2 separate regions of the Mus musculus genome follow, and region 2 is linked to region 1. The links are chromatin contacts, called in public HiChIP or PLAC-seq maps. All regions are on one chromosome and are shown on one strand. Each heading gives the region's core, a stretch centred on a gene start, on an enhancer-like site or on the middle of the called end of the contact. The rest is flanking DNA. Distances are from core to core; before and after follow the strand shown.

What was found. HiChIP or PLAC-seq counts read pairs in DNA pulled down with a chosen protein or histone mark.
Region 2: an H3K4me3 HiChIP or PLAC-seq map of the 230-238 cell line shows a contact between it and region 1, with 16 read pairs. The contact joins the promoter of Abraxas2 here to the enhancer-like site in region 1. A contact is called at or near these places in 1 of 484 Hi-C or Micro-C datasets (spermatogonial stem cells), 13 of 115 datasets of contacts at active chromatin or transcription factors (the 230-238 cell line, CD8 T cells, bone marrow-derived macrophages and 8 more) and 2 of 9 other capture datasets (adipose tissue and liver).

The regions. Positions count from the first base shown.
Region 1 is chr7:132,695,167-132,702,459 of GRCm38.p6, reverse strand. The region is part of intron 6 of Lhpp (phospholysine phosphohistidine inorganic pyrophosphate phosphatase); the gene reads right to left. Among named protein-coding and RNA genes, the nearest start is that of Lhpp, 88 kb to the right of the region's middle. Within about 2 kb of position 2,654, at least 53 of the 459 cell types and tissues checked have an H3K27ac peak or open chromatin away from gene starts, as enhancers often do. A contact at or near this core is called in the 230-238 cell line, CD8 T cells, bone marrow-derived macrophages and 2 more, where this site is marked.
Region 2 is chr7:132,856,964-132,863,967 of GRCm38.p6, reverse strand. Abraxas2 (BRISC complex subunit) reads right to left here and starts at 4,743. Exons shown (of 9, transcript NM_198017.3): 1 at 4,635-4,743. The coding sequence starts at 4,733.

The DNA.
Region 1 (7,293 bases), core at 1,405-3,904:
TGGCCTGTTCCCCAAGAACAGGATAGGATAGGGTTCTCTAGACTATGGGGGGCATGCATTCTTGTCCACTGCTTTGGACCAGTTGGGCTGACTGTCTCTGGTGGCTGAGGCCAGGTCCTGGGGCTGCCCAGAGAAAGAGCATTCAGTGAACTGGGAACTAGCATGGGGTAGTGATGCCAACTTCAGACCACACTGACGCAGCTGGAGGGAGAGAAGGTATATCGTTTCAGGGGCCAGATGCAAAGGGCATTTTCACTTTTGAGTGTGGGTGGAATGGGAATCTGAACTACCCAGGAGCCAGGATGCCATAGCACAGCTCCTGCAAAGGCCGGGAGGATGGGCTGGGAGATCTGCCTCCTCTGGTCTACAAAGTCAAGCCTATAGGGGTTACCCTCCACAGGCATGCATTCAAAACAAAGGGTTCCTGCAGTGTAATTCTGGCTCATAACACACATAGTCAAGACAATTCCCTGGGTTCCAGAGGAGGGGACAAGAGGTCTATGCTGGGCTGCTGGCAGGAGCCTGAGGGTCAGTGACCTCCCATGGTGTAGCTGGGTGGGTGGCACTGGACACAGTTCTTAGGCATGCACTCCTATGCCTCTGTTCTAACACTAAGTTCTGGAGGTGGGTGAGGAAAGAGTGTTCCTGGAGTTGGGGGTTCCCTGCCCTTCCCCGTGGGGAAAACACTGGGTCATATGATAATGAACAGACTTGAGCAGACATCCTTCCCATGGAGCCCATGTCCTTGTTTAGCCAAGGCCTCCTTGGTATCCACTGTACTCAACAAGGTCTGGTGTGGCTGAGAGCATACAAAGGGATTTGTTTATTCCTGTCACAGCCCTTGGAGAGCTGGGCCTGCCTAGTGCCCTTAGTTCGTGGAACCTGACACGCCTACATGTACTCTGGAGCTCACAGCCTGAAGCCTGTGTATCCAGCTATGCCTCTACCTGATGCCAGCTGAAACCACTGTGGAGAAGGCTTCACTGGGATTCCTCATTGGCCTGGAGCAATCTGAAGGTTGGCCACATGGCAAGCATCAGGGCCATCACTCAGCTCCAATCAGGGAGGCTGGCCAATGGCAGGCCCGAGAGTCCTCAAGAGGCCCCTACTGAGGTGAGCTGACATTCTATCGTTGTGGAGAAGCACCATGACTAAGCGGCACATGAAAACAAGCAAGCACTTAAGTGGGGGCTTCCTTATAGTTTCAGATTAGTCTATGATCATTATGGCAGGAAGTATGGCAGCAGGCATGCAGGCACAGTGCTAAGCAATAGCTGAGAGCATCCATCCATCCATCCATCCATCCATCCATCTATCCATCCACCCACTTATCCATCCATCCATCCATCCATCCACCCACCCACCCACCTATCCATCCATCCATCCATCCATCCATCCATCCATCCCACCCATCCATCCATCCATTTACCCACCCACCTATCCACCCATCTATCCACCCATCCATCTATCTATCTATCTATCTATCTATCTATCTATCTATCATCTATCTTATTGGCAAAATGGAGGGGGCTGTGGGAGGGTTGGCCTGGGCTTTTGAAACCCCATCCCCAGGGAAACATCTCCTCCAACAAGGCCACACCTCCTAATCCTTCCTAAACAGTCCACCAACTGGAAACCAGACATTTAAGTAAATGAGTCAATGGAGGCCGTTCTCATTCAAACGACAAAGGACATATGGCTCACTGGCCACTAAAGGGAGTGGAAACATATTCTACAGCTGGCACCTCCTTTGCAGTCAGAGTTCCAATCAACACAGGTGACCAAAAAGTTCCATCTCTTGGCAGCCCAACAGAGCAAGAATGTGGCCAGAGTCTGGTCCACTGCCTTGCCCAATGCTGTGCCATTTTGGCTCTGCAGTGGGAGCACCCCTTCCCCAGACACCCCAGCAGAAGTGGGGTGCATCTGAAAATGCCATACACTATGAGAGCAGACCAGCCCAACCCCCAGCCCCCGCACTTCTCCATGGAAGCAAGGGGGCTGAGGAGGAGGGCAGAGCTCCCAGCCAGCCTGCTGTGTGGTGGTGAGGAGCCCTGACTCACAGTACTACCCAGATGAGCTCCAATACTGTTATGCCCCAGCTTCACCCCCTTCCCAGGGCTCCAGCTGGCTGTTCTCACTCTTACTCCAACCCCACCAGGGCAAAAACCTGTCAGCAAGTCAGCAGAGCTAAGAGTGGGGTGGGGACCTGTGCCCGCAACTGAGACACACCCTCTGTGCATGTGGGCAGCATATGTTGGAGGCTGGGCGTGCAGTCCAGAGGCAGAAGGAGTCATGTTGCCTGTTCTAGACCCGGGGCTCCCAGAGGTCCCTGGTGGCCTCAGCTCCATTTACAGCTGAAGAACCTAGGGTGGGGTTAGGGCTCATCTAACTAAACTCCCCTGAGGCAGACAGTGCCTCAGGAACCTGGAGCCCAAAGCATATTTGTCCTCCAACTGGGAGGGATCAGGGGTCTCCCCCAGCAAGAGGTAGTGCTTGTCAAGCCAGTTTCAAGGGCACTGAGCCCTGATAAGGATAAACTGAGGCAGGGAGTTACCAGAAGTCTCACACATTTTCAAGAGCCACAGACTCAGGTCAGGTAATGGCTGCTGGTTGGGCATGTGACATCCTGGCCTCCCACTTCCTCCCCTGGGCCCTAGGACTTCTGAGTGATTTCTGAGCTGACAGGCAGACAGCAGGAAGCCCTGGTGTGTCTAGGAGAGGAGGGGTGTCCTGCCCTTGAATTTATAGCCAGAGAAGGTGGGTCTCCAAGCCCCTTTCTCTTGTCATTTTTTTGGGAGCCAAGCCTGCTGGTGTCTCAGATATCCCCAACTGCCCTTTGCTTCATTCCCTCTGACCCCATGAAGTGACATTCACAGCCCTGGGTTGTGATGGGAAGACTGTCAGCCAGTATATGAACTGCACTCTAGGTCACGAGGTTCTCCACCTGTGTGGGTACAAACCTTGCTGAGAATCCCCAATAGCTCTGCCCAGCAGTCCATGCAACTGTGGTCTGCATCTCCAGGGACAAGAAACAACAGCTTAAGGGATGGGGACAGCCCAGAGTCCCAGTGGAGTTGGTATGCAACATTTAACCTAACCTAGATCCAGGCTCCTCGGAATGGCTCCTCTGGGAGTTGCTACTGAGCTTGCTGACCTCTGGACAGACCCTGATGTCTGCGGCAGGGGCACCTCTCCCTTCCCTTCCACCTCAGGACCAACTCTCAGCTGAAAAGTGTTTGCAGCTTTGACAATGAGGTGAAAAGAGTCCATAGTTCATGAACGCTAACAAAAGGGCAGGCTGGGGGCCTCTGGGAAGGGCTACCGAGAGCAGCTTAGATCCAGGTCTGGGCAAGGCTGTATCCAGCAGGCAGCTGGCAATGGACACCAGGCCTACTCATAAATTAGTAGTGATGACACCTATCAACCAGACAGAACCCAACCCAGGGATCCATCTGAACTTACTCACAGCGGACATCTTCCTGTGAGGTTCCCACACACCCCAGATGGCAGCAGGGTGAGTGTGGGCAGGAAACAGCTGTTTCTATGATGGTGGTGTCCTAGGAGTCCTCTCTGTAGTCGCTGGCCGTGGCTGGAGTATGGAGCAGGTGTACTAAAAGTCACATACCTACCGAGGATCCTTGGAGTTTCTGGTTGGTACTGATAAAGAGCCTTTCAAAACTAAAAGCCAGCCAGGTATGGTGGCAGGCATCTTTAATCCCAGCAGAAATAGGCAGATCTCTTTGAGTTTGACACCAGCCTGATCTACAGAGTGAGTTCCAGGTCAGCTAAGGCTATATATAATGAGAGCTTGTCTTAAAAACTCAAAACAAAACAACAGAAAATAAGGCTAGAAGCTATAGTCTGCCTTTTTGAGCAATGTGGGGAAACCTAACAGTGGGCTGAGGCTGTAGGCAGCTGTGCAAGGGGACAGGGCCAAGTGCTCCTGTCCCACCTCCACCTGTCTCTACGGCTCATGCTTTATTTTGTTTTGTTTGAGATAGGATCTTTCTGTGTAGTCTTAGCTGTCCAGGAACTCACTCTGTAGACCAGGCTGGCCACAAACTCGTAGAGACCCGCCTGCCTCTGTCTCCTGAGTGCTGGGATTAAAGGCTGCACCGCCACTGCCTGACTCTATTGCTCATTCTCCCTCCCTCCTCTTCTGTTTTTTAAAGATTTATTTATTTATTCATTTATTTAATGCATATGAGTATACTGTCCCTATCTTCAGACACACCAGAAGAGGGCATCAGATCCCATTACAGATGGTTGTGAGTCACCATGTGGTTGCTGGGAACTGAACTCAGGACCTCTGGAAGATCAGTCAGTGCTCTTAACCACTAAGCCATCTCTCAAGCCCTCTATTGCTCATTCTTAATGCTAGGCACCCTTCACTCAAGTGCATTTCCATCTGAGAGTCAATCCCCAAGGAACATGCCATGTGTACCAGGCAGTTTTCTTTGACCCCTTTCGACTCCCAGTTCCCTCCTTTTCCTTAGGTACCCACTCTATGTCCATGGCACCCAAACTAAGCATCCCCCACTCCTCTATACCTTCATGGTATCAGTCATAGCCTTGCCTCTACCAGCACATCAGGATACGGGAGTTCCTAGAAGACTGGATGTTTCATCCTTGTGTTCTTAGGCAGACCAATCCTCAGAGCCCCCTTTCTCTATGTAACTGAGCTGAGAGGATCCCACCTTCCAGCTAACAAACCAAGATTCATAAGCAGTATGTGGCCTGCCCAGGGTCATGGAGCTGGTGTTCAGAGGTTGGCTTGGAAACACGTGCAGTCTGGTCTAGATCCCATGGGGGTCCCAGGACTGAGCTGTCAGGTGACGAGCAACGGTTTCCGAAAGGCTAGCAAAGGCAGCTCTACTGGGGCTGGCAGCCGCCTTGGGATAGAGGAACCTCTGACAGCTGCTCATGTTTTGATGAAAACATGGTAAACACCTGGTACATGTGCGTGGATTTAAACAAGCTGGTCCCAGCCTTTCTGAGTGTAACAGTTGAGTCCCTGAGAGATCTGTACTTGCCTCACCCAGGGAACAGGGCCAGGTGTCCACCCACTCAGGGCCTCTCAGGAAAGCTACTCTGCCCTCCCCTCCTCAAGCCAGCTTCCCGAGGCTGCACCCCTAGGCTCTGAATCTTCATGGCGGTGCCAGGAGAACAAAGACATGGAGAGGGGGTACCCTCCCTGATCTTGCAGCTGGCCAGCATCACCGAATCCTGCTACTTGAGGACCTAGTACTACCTTTATTGTAATGGACAGAGCCCAGTGACTGAGCCAGGGATCCTGTAGACAGAAGTGAAGCCACCAAGGGCTTGGCACCCTGGGAGGGGGCACTGATACTCCTGAAAACAACCTGCCCAGAATACCAGATGGCAGGATGGTACTTACACTTAGAATCTCTGTCCTGATCATGCTGGTCCCAGTGAAGGCTCCTGGCCCTTCACAGGGCCCACTGCTGGGGAGCACGTTGCTTGCTCCCAGGGAGTTCCCACTCCATGCAAGTGTGACTGGAGCTTAGGAACTGGTTCCTGACCTCAAGGCTCTCCAGGGAGCAGTCTCTGCCTCTATCACATCTGCTCCACTAAGGAACATTAAACAGGGCATCCAGATAGTCAGAGCACCCAAGAGGGACACAGGCCACAGGAGTCACTAGGTAATATAGGAGACAGCATGTTCCACAAAACCTGGGCCAAGCCCTGCCCTAAGCAAGCTGCCCCTCTGAGGTGCATTGATGTAGGAACAACTAAGGGTGTCTACGAGTGACACGCTGAGCTGGCACTAACAGGACATAGGAAGGACTGCCTGGGACTCCACCCTACCCAGGGAAATCTCTCATTTCAGATGCACTAGCCATCTCTGCTAGAGTGAAACCGGACTTGTCCACAGAAATCGCTCTTCTACCTCAAGCCTGGATATCTTTCCTAAAGAGTTAATCTTAAAGCAACACTCCTCTGTTGCTGGTGGGATTGCAAGCTGGTACAACCACTCTGGAAATCAGTTTGGTGGTTCCTCAGAAAACTGGACATAGTACTACCAGAAGATCCAGCAATACCTCTCGTGGACATATACCCAGAAGAAGTTCCAACTGTTAATAAGGACATATACTCCACTATGTTCATAGCAGCCTTATTTATAATAGCCAGACGCTGGAAAGAACCCAGATGTCCCTCAACAGAGGAATGGATACAGAAAATGTGGTACATTTACACAATGGAGTACTACTCAGCTATTAAAAACAATGAATTTATGAAATTCTTGGACAAATGGATGGATCTGGAGGATATCATCCTGAGTGAGGTAACCCAATCACAAAAGAACACACATGATATGCACTCACTGATAAGTGGATATTAGCCCAGAAACTTAGAATAGCCAAGATACAATTTGCAAAACACATGAAACTCAAGAAGAAGGAAGACCCAAGTGTGGATACTTCGTTCCTTCTTAGAATGGAGAATGAAATACCCATGGAAGGAGTTACAGAGACAAAGTTCGGAGCAGAGCCTGAAGGAACGACCATCCAGAGACTGCCCCACTTGGAGATCTATCCCATAAACAACCACCAAACCCAGATACTAGGCAGATGCCAACAAGAGCCTGCTGACAAGAGCCTAATATAACTGTCTCCTGTGAGTCTCTGCCAGTGCCTGGCAAATACAGAAGTGGGTGCTCCCAGTCATCCATTGGACGGAGCACAGGGTCCTCAATGAAGGAGCAAGAGAAAGTACTCAGGGAGCTGAAGGGGTCTGAAGTCCCATAGGAGGAACATCAATATGAACTAACCAGTACCCCTAGAGCTCCTTGGAACTATACCACCATTCAAAGAAAACACATGGTGGAACTTGTGGCTCTGGCTATATTTGTAGCAGAGGATGGCCTAGTTGGTCATCAATGGGAGGAGAAGCCCTTGGTCCTGTGAAGGCTCTATGCTCCAGTATAGGGGAATGCCAGGACCAGGAATGGGAGTGGGTGGGTTGGGGAGCAGGGGGAGGGGGAGGGGATAGGGGATTTTTGGAGGGGAAATTAGGAAAGGGGATAACATTTGAAATGTAAATAAAGAAAATATCTAAAAATAAAAAAAGCAACATGGAGTTTAGTGTGTGGAAAGCTCTCAGTAAAAGCTTGTTGACTTAAAGGACAAATGTGCTAAGGAATTACAAGGATAGTTAGAATATCCTATGCCATGCAGTCCACAGCAAAGAGGGCAGTTACTTATGGCAGGGTAAGTCTGGTGTGGCACATCTGCTAGGTAGAATACTACACAACTCTGAAGAGGAATCAGG
Region 2 (7,004 bases), core at 3,494-5,993, 160 kb before region 1:
CAAAACCCTCCATTCTCTGCTCATTCATCGAACCAGCCACACACACTCCCAGTTTAAAAACATTTCCAGTTGCTAGTCTACATCTGTGAGTGGAGAGGGCAAGAAAGATACTTTGTGGCCTCAATTTCTGTATTTGACTTTGAGGGAATGTTTGCTGTGCAGAGAATTTGCTGGGAGATGGGCTGCCCTGGGTTCCACCCACAGCACTGCCAGCATCTCCACAAGAGATGAAGTATTCCAAACTTCCCAATTACCCAACTCAGCAGTCTTTAAATCTGACTAATATACAGATTTCCTTTGCAAAAACAAATCTTGGGCTGGGGATCCATGTGGGTCAGTGGTTGAATTCCCAGCACTGCAGGGAAAAAAGACAAGAATTCCCTCAGACTCAACACAGATGACTGACTACTAGAAATACCGACTAAGTGTTTCTGGTGGTCCAGGACGGTAGTGTAGTGACATTTTTGAGAATTCTGGAATCTTGGTTTCTTTAAAAAACACAGAAATATTATAAGAATGTGTTTTCGTTTTAACCCCAGGTGTGGGGATTGGGGCTGCTTCGGACTGTCGGTAGCAGATAACTCTGATTTGCCTCATGCTCTCGCAGAGGCATGGTTTTGCCAGCTGCAGATAGTTTCTGCAACTGTGTGATGTTGGGAATTCTGGGAACTTTTCAGCAGGTATATAAATGCTACAGCCACTGAGAGGTGTGGTGGGTGATTGTTGGTTGCCTGGTCTATATAGGGAGTTCCAGGATAGCCAGGACCACATAGAGAGACCCTGTCTCAAAAAAAAAAAAAAAAAAGCAAAAAAACCCTCATATGACATCAAAACATTCTAAAGTTACCTAGGAATGTTTATTTATCCCTGGTCTGGACTACCTGAGTAACTCTTACATCAGTGGTTCTCAGTCTGTGGGTTGAGAGCCCTTTAGGAGGTTGAATGACACTTTCACAGAGGTCACATATCAGATACCCTGCAGATCAGTTATTTACAACTTATAACAATAGCAAGATAGTTACGAAGGAGCAACAAAGATAACTGTATGGTTGGGGGCGTCACAACGTGAGGAACTGCATTAGGAAGGTTGAGAGCACTGAGCACTGTATTACATTTATAACAGGAAGAGGCAAACCACAGGCCCAGCTTTGTTAGTACACAGCCTGCAAGGTAAGAATGGTTTCTACATGTTCACATGGTTGCAAAAATTAAAACAGATGTTTCATGAACTGTTAAAAATCAGTGGGCACTCAAATTTCAGTGCTATAAATAAGTTCTTATTAGAATAGGCACCTCATTTGTTCGTGGTCTACACTTGTTTTGTCCTTACAATAGCAGAATTGAGGAGGTATTAAAGAGACATATGACTCCAAAACTTTTTTTTTTTGGTTTTTCAAGACAGGGTTTCTCTGTATAGCCCCGGCTGTCCTGGAACTCACTTTGTAGACCAGGCTGGCCTCAAACTCAGAAATTCGCCTGCCTCTGCCTCCTGAGTGCCGGGATTTAAGGCATGCGCCACTTCACCCGGCTCCAAAACTTTTTAAAAAGAGAGAAGGTAACTATCTTTTATTATCTGGTCCTTTTCAGAAAACGTCTCTTTCCTTCAAGAGTTAAAAAAAACAAAACAAAACACTAACAAAAACTTTCTTTTGAGTTGTTATCCAGGGCTGTCCAAGAGCCTCCCAAAACAGAATGGTCTCATTGCTACTGTCCTTGGTTGCCTCCAAGAGGTAGAAGTCCCTATTGCTGAAGACACTCCATGCACTCCAGAAAACGGACCCCAGAGCCCCAAGCTGGAACTGATCTAAATCCACCCACCAGCCCCGAGGACTAGCTTTTATAGTACCAGAAGGCATCGTTCAAGCTTCCAAAGGAAGGAGGCAGCTGACAGTTCTACCCAGCTGTAACACTTGTGAACCACAGCAATGACCTGCGTATCACACTAACTCCGAGGCTGCAGTAGTGGCACACATAACTTAGGAATAACCATCGGCTCTCTGGTTGGACTTAAGATCTGCTCAATAAGAAGAAAACCATGGCTGATACCAGATACCTAACCAACTCCTTTGTGCTAGTGAAGTCAGGGACCTTGGAGAAGCTACAAGCATCACTTTACTGAACCAGCATGACCCCTAACAACAATCTAAACATTTGTCTTTATACTCACAGATACGTGTACTCCTCACTCCTCAGCAAGGAAACATCTCTTTGCAACAAATGGAAATATTACAGGAAACCATAACCAAATGCAGAGTTGTGGAGCGCAGTTCCAATGAATACATTTACAAAACTCTCCCATACCAAAGGCTCAGGGAACATAAGTAGAAGAGAGGGCAGAAAGACTGTAAAAGCCATAGGATCATGATGTTTGTTGTGAGATTGTCAGAAGCTATGCTCATAAAGTCTCATAAACATGTCTGCCTAAATATGAGCTGAACAGGACGACACCCATAGACAGGCCAGAGTGGTCAGGCAAAAGCCCACAGGGCCTCAACCCTACCAAAAGAACTCCAGGCATCTAAGGAGTGTCGAGAGTGGGAGAGAGTCTTCCCCAGGGAAGAGCACACCAATTGGTTATCCAAAACAAAGGCACAGTCCTGAACCTTACAGATGAGGAACATTTTTCAGGCTAAGCAGGTTATATTTAGGAATATATATGCATACATATAAGCATATAATAGTGATTAATAAAAAAAAAAGAGACCATGTATTTGAAAGAAAGCAAGAAGGAGTATAAGTGTGTGGGGGAAAGGGAGTCTGGAGGGAGAAAAAGGAAGAAATGATGTAGTTATAATCTCAAAAATGTTTTCAAAAATGTTTGCTAACTTTAGCTCCACAGAATAAGTTTAGCTTTAGATTAATTTTCCTAGACCAAACAAACACATCTTTTAAAAAGTAAATTCTTGGTTCTTCAACTTTAAAACTGACTTTTTTTTTTTTTTTTTTTTTTTTTTTGGTTTTTCGAGACAGGATTTCTCTGTGTAGCCCTGACTGTCCTGGAACTCACTCTGTAGACCAGGCTGGCCTCGAACTCATAAATCCACCTGCCTCTGCCTCCCAAATGCTGGGATTAAAGGCGTGTGCCACCACGCCCCGCCTGACATTACTTTTAAGTATTCCACACCCATAACTGTGGTAAGGTTAATATAAAAATGTATAATCATATAAAACACAATTCAAACTATTGGCCTTGTATAAAATTTCTTCCCTCATGCCAAGTAGGAGATAAATATTAAGGAAATTGCTATTAAATAGCTAGAAAGCTAGAGCTGGGTTTAATGGCTTCCCCTTGAAATCCCCACACTTAGGATTGGGGGTGATCAGGAGTTCAGGGCCAGCCTTGACACTATCTCAAGACAACAAAGAATAAATAACAAGTGAAGAAACGGAACTATGGCAGTTTCTAGAAATACTGTCCAAGTTTCTTATCTTTATAATAATCTTGTCTTATACACAAACTATGACATTCCTAGGTACTCTCTAAAACAGAATAAATAAGCACCCTGAACTCGTAACTGCAGTCCATGGACGCTAGGAACTTTACAACCACTTACAGTATTAAGAGCTAGCTGCAATACTGAAGGCTAGTAGGTCAGAGCTGGCTTTAGGAAAAAAAGCAGAACAATGCTGAATATATTCCTATCAGTAATCTCTGCCATCAACACTGCAGAGATGAAAAGAACAGTAAATTCATTCCACTCAGTATACTCATGGAATCGCCTCTCAGAATCAGTCTTTATTAATGGAATCGAAGATCAGTGACATCAAACCAAATCCAGTTTCCCTTCTAACTACTGTTTTTATAATGACAACCACAAAAAGCCCCATCTCTTATTCAATGAATTTAAATCGTTCACCAATAACAACAACACACACACAAACCGCTAATTGGTGGGAGAGTAATGTCCTGTAAAAGCACCTATTTCACAAATAATTTCCAGAGGTCAACGGCATTGAAAGGCAATTCGTAAAATAAAGACACCGAAGAGTCCTATGGACTCCATGGCCTGTACATTTCTGATCGCTCATAAGTGGGCCTGTCACTTCCCTCTTAAGACAAGTTCCGGGGATTAGAACACTCGCTGAGGAACTAAACAGGCAACTTTGAGGAAGTGCAAACAAGACTCTGCACCTAACGAGCCTATTCACATTCTCCATTTTCCACTGGGGTGAAAAAAAAAAAAATCCAAACAGCCACATCTGATAAGTATGAACGGTGACAGACACGACGACCCGTGTGGCCGGGGGTCAGAACTTGGATCCTCTCCTAGATTACAACCCAGACCTTTGAACTCCATCCCGACCCAAGGCACTCAAGTCTGGAAGCGCGATTCTCAGCGAGGGGTAGGCACCCAGTTTTGGCTAGGCGACTCCTGACACTGGCGGGGCCGGGCGCTTTAGGTCCTTTGGACTGAGAACAGCTGTGCCAGGACCCGCCCGAGGCCGAGAGCGCCAGAGAAGGGCCCGCGGGGTGCAGGAGCTGGAAGGGGGCGGGAGCCGCCTGGGTCACCAGCTCATCGGTTTGTCCCGGGGATTGAAGGCCGAGCCTCCAGCGGTCGTCGCTTGGCCGCAGGCGCCGGCCTGAGGAGGAAGCCGAAGGCCCCAGCGGCCACGGCAGGGGGCCCGGCACCTACGTGGTCGGCGTTGCTGTTGGCGCTGTGGAAACACACAGCGCTGAAGGTGTAGCCCGAAATGGAAGCCGCCATGATGGAAATCTCCACCTCCCCCATCATGCCCCGCGGAGGGTGCACAGCCTTCCGGACGCCCCGCCGCTGAGCATCCTGGGAAATGAAGTCCTCCAAGCTACTCGAAGCTAGGACAGGGAAGTAAAGGATTCCAGATCAAAGAGAACCAGCACCTTCAGTTTTGTGTGTTCCTCAGACACCGGCCTGTCTGTACAGCCTTGTTATAATCCAGTTTGTCCCTTCTGCAAATGAAGTTGAAGGATGGAAGGCCGGAGATGATTCCAGCAATTGAACAGGTTGAGATTTGACTTGGGAACAGCATGATGTAATTTCAACTTGAACAGACCACTTTGCCTGCCTGGTTGAGACTAATGCGTAGGAGAAATGGAAGGGAAGGAGATTTACAATAATCCCCACCTGGTGCAGTGACAGGGGAATTATGGTCAGAAGTAGTGGAGCTGGTAAAACGATTGGATTCTGGACTCAAAAACAATTCAAATATAAGTCGTGTAAGGGCAGAAGGGTTGCATGTCGGAGGCCAGCCAATGAATGCTACATAGACTTGTTTCAACAAACAACAAAAACAAAAACCTTCAAGTTTGACAAAAATCATAGAAGACAAAAACAAATAAGTAGCAATGAATAAACTATCAAATTTAGAAAGAAAAAAAAAAAGGGAACTATTTCTTCTGCAGCTTGCTAAGACTTCAGTATTCCTAGCTGGGCTCCTGATTTCCCTACAGAGCTACTTCTCACTTCTTTTCCAAGTTCAGCAAATAAAACTGTTTATGACAATTACTCAAATCAAAACCTTTGCAGCTGGGGCTGGAGAGATGGCTCAGAGGTTAAGAGCACTGACTGCTCTTCTGAAGGTCCTGAGTTCAAATCCCCGAAACCACATGGTGGCTCACAACCATCCATAACGAGACCTAGCGCCCTCTTCTGGAGTGTCTGAAGACAGCTACAGTGTACTTGCATATAATAAATAAATAAATCTTAAAAAAAAAAAAAAAACCTTTGCAGCTAGCCTTAACAACTTCTTTTCTCTTGTTCCCTACATCAGATCAGCTAAAACGATCTTCAAAAAAATACTGAGTCCTACGATTCACTACCAGCACATCTGCCACCCTGACCCAAAACACCATTTTCTCTCTCCTGGTTATGACAACTTCTCAGAGTCCCAGTTGGTGGCAATTTTGCCCTTAAGGGATGCTTGACATTGCTAGGAGATATTTTCCAATGCCAACCCCAGGGGAAGGAGGTAAACTCAGGAAAGGCCTCATAACAGAATTAACCAGTCCAAAATGTCGAGGTAATGAAGTGAGGCTGTTGACCTGCAAATATATCCTCAACACAGTCAGTGAAATGATCATGGTAATGTTTAGATATAAGGTGTCAATTATACCTGGCCAGCCTCCAAATCCTACGCCGACATGCCCTCCCCCTGCATTCCTGCTTCTGCTACCCTGATAGACTTGGCTACAGCTACAACAGTAGCCTTTTTGCTTTCTGGAAGCACTGAAAGTTCATCAGGTCATAGTGCCTTTACATATGTCCCTTTCCTCTGCCTGAGATGCTGGTCTCTTGGACAACTATATAGCTCACTGTTTTATGCCTGCCCTGGGTGCTTTGAAAGGCCACCCAGACCTCTTCTTGCAGGACTGATTGATTTAGCCTGGCTGCTGGGGAAGTTTTCCATTGACAGCTCCCAGTTCACATCTCCTGGAACTATTCCCTGTGAGAGAGAACCTAATTTTCCAGCTCAGTTAGTTTTCTTATCCAGTTTAAGACCACCTGCCTAAGTGCCACCCACAAAGAGCTGGGCCTTCCTACATCAATTAGCAATTGCTGGAAATAAAATCCGATGGCTCACTTTTCAAAGGTGTCTCTAGCCAGCTTAGGTCCAGCTAACAGTGAACAGAAAACAGAAGGCCCTTGCTAATGCTTGATAGTCTAGCTAAGTACCCCTCCCCCAAATGTTAATAAGCTACTCCCCCCAAACTGAAAGTTTAGAGTATAAAAAAATCTCAAACATCCAAACTTTTCTACAAGATCATTCATTGGTTTGATATGCTTTAAAATATGCAAGATGTGAAACATGGAGATAGATCCAGACATGGTTTTGGTTGTTAGGACTATATCCTTTTAATTATTAAAAAAAATAAGAAAGGGTCATTCCTTAGGGTTTGTAGACAGTGTTCTGCATTCAGTAGGCTTGCTATCATAGGCTGACACAGAAATTTTCCAGGTTGCAAAATAAACTGCTTCATTTTCTCTACTCTGAGTTACCAGTACTCTTTTTTTTTTTTTCCCCCGAGA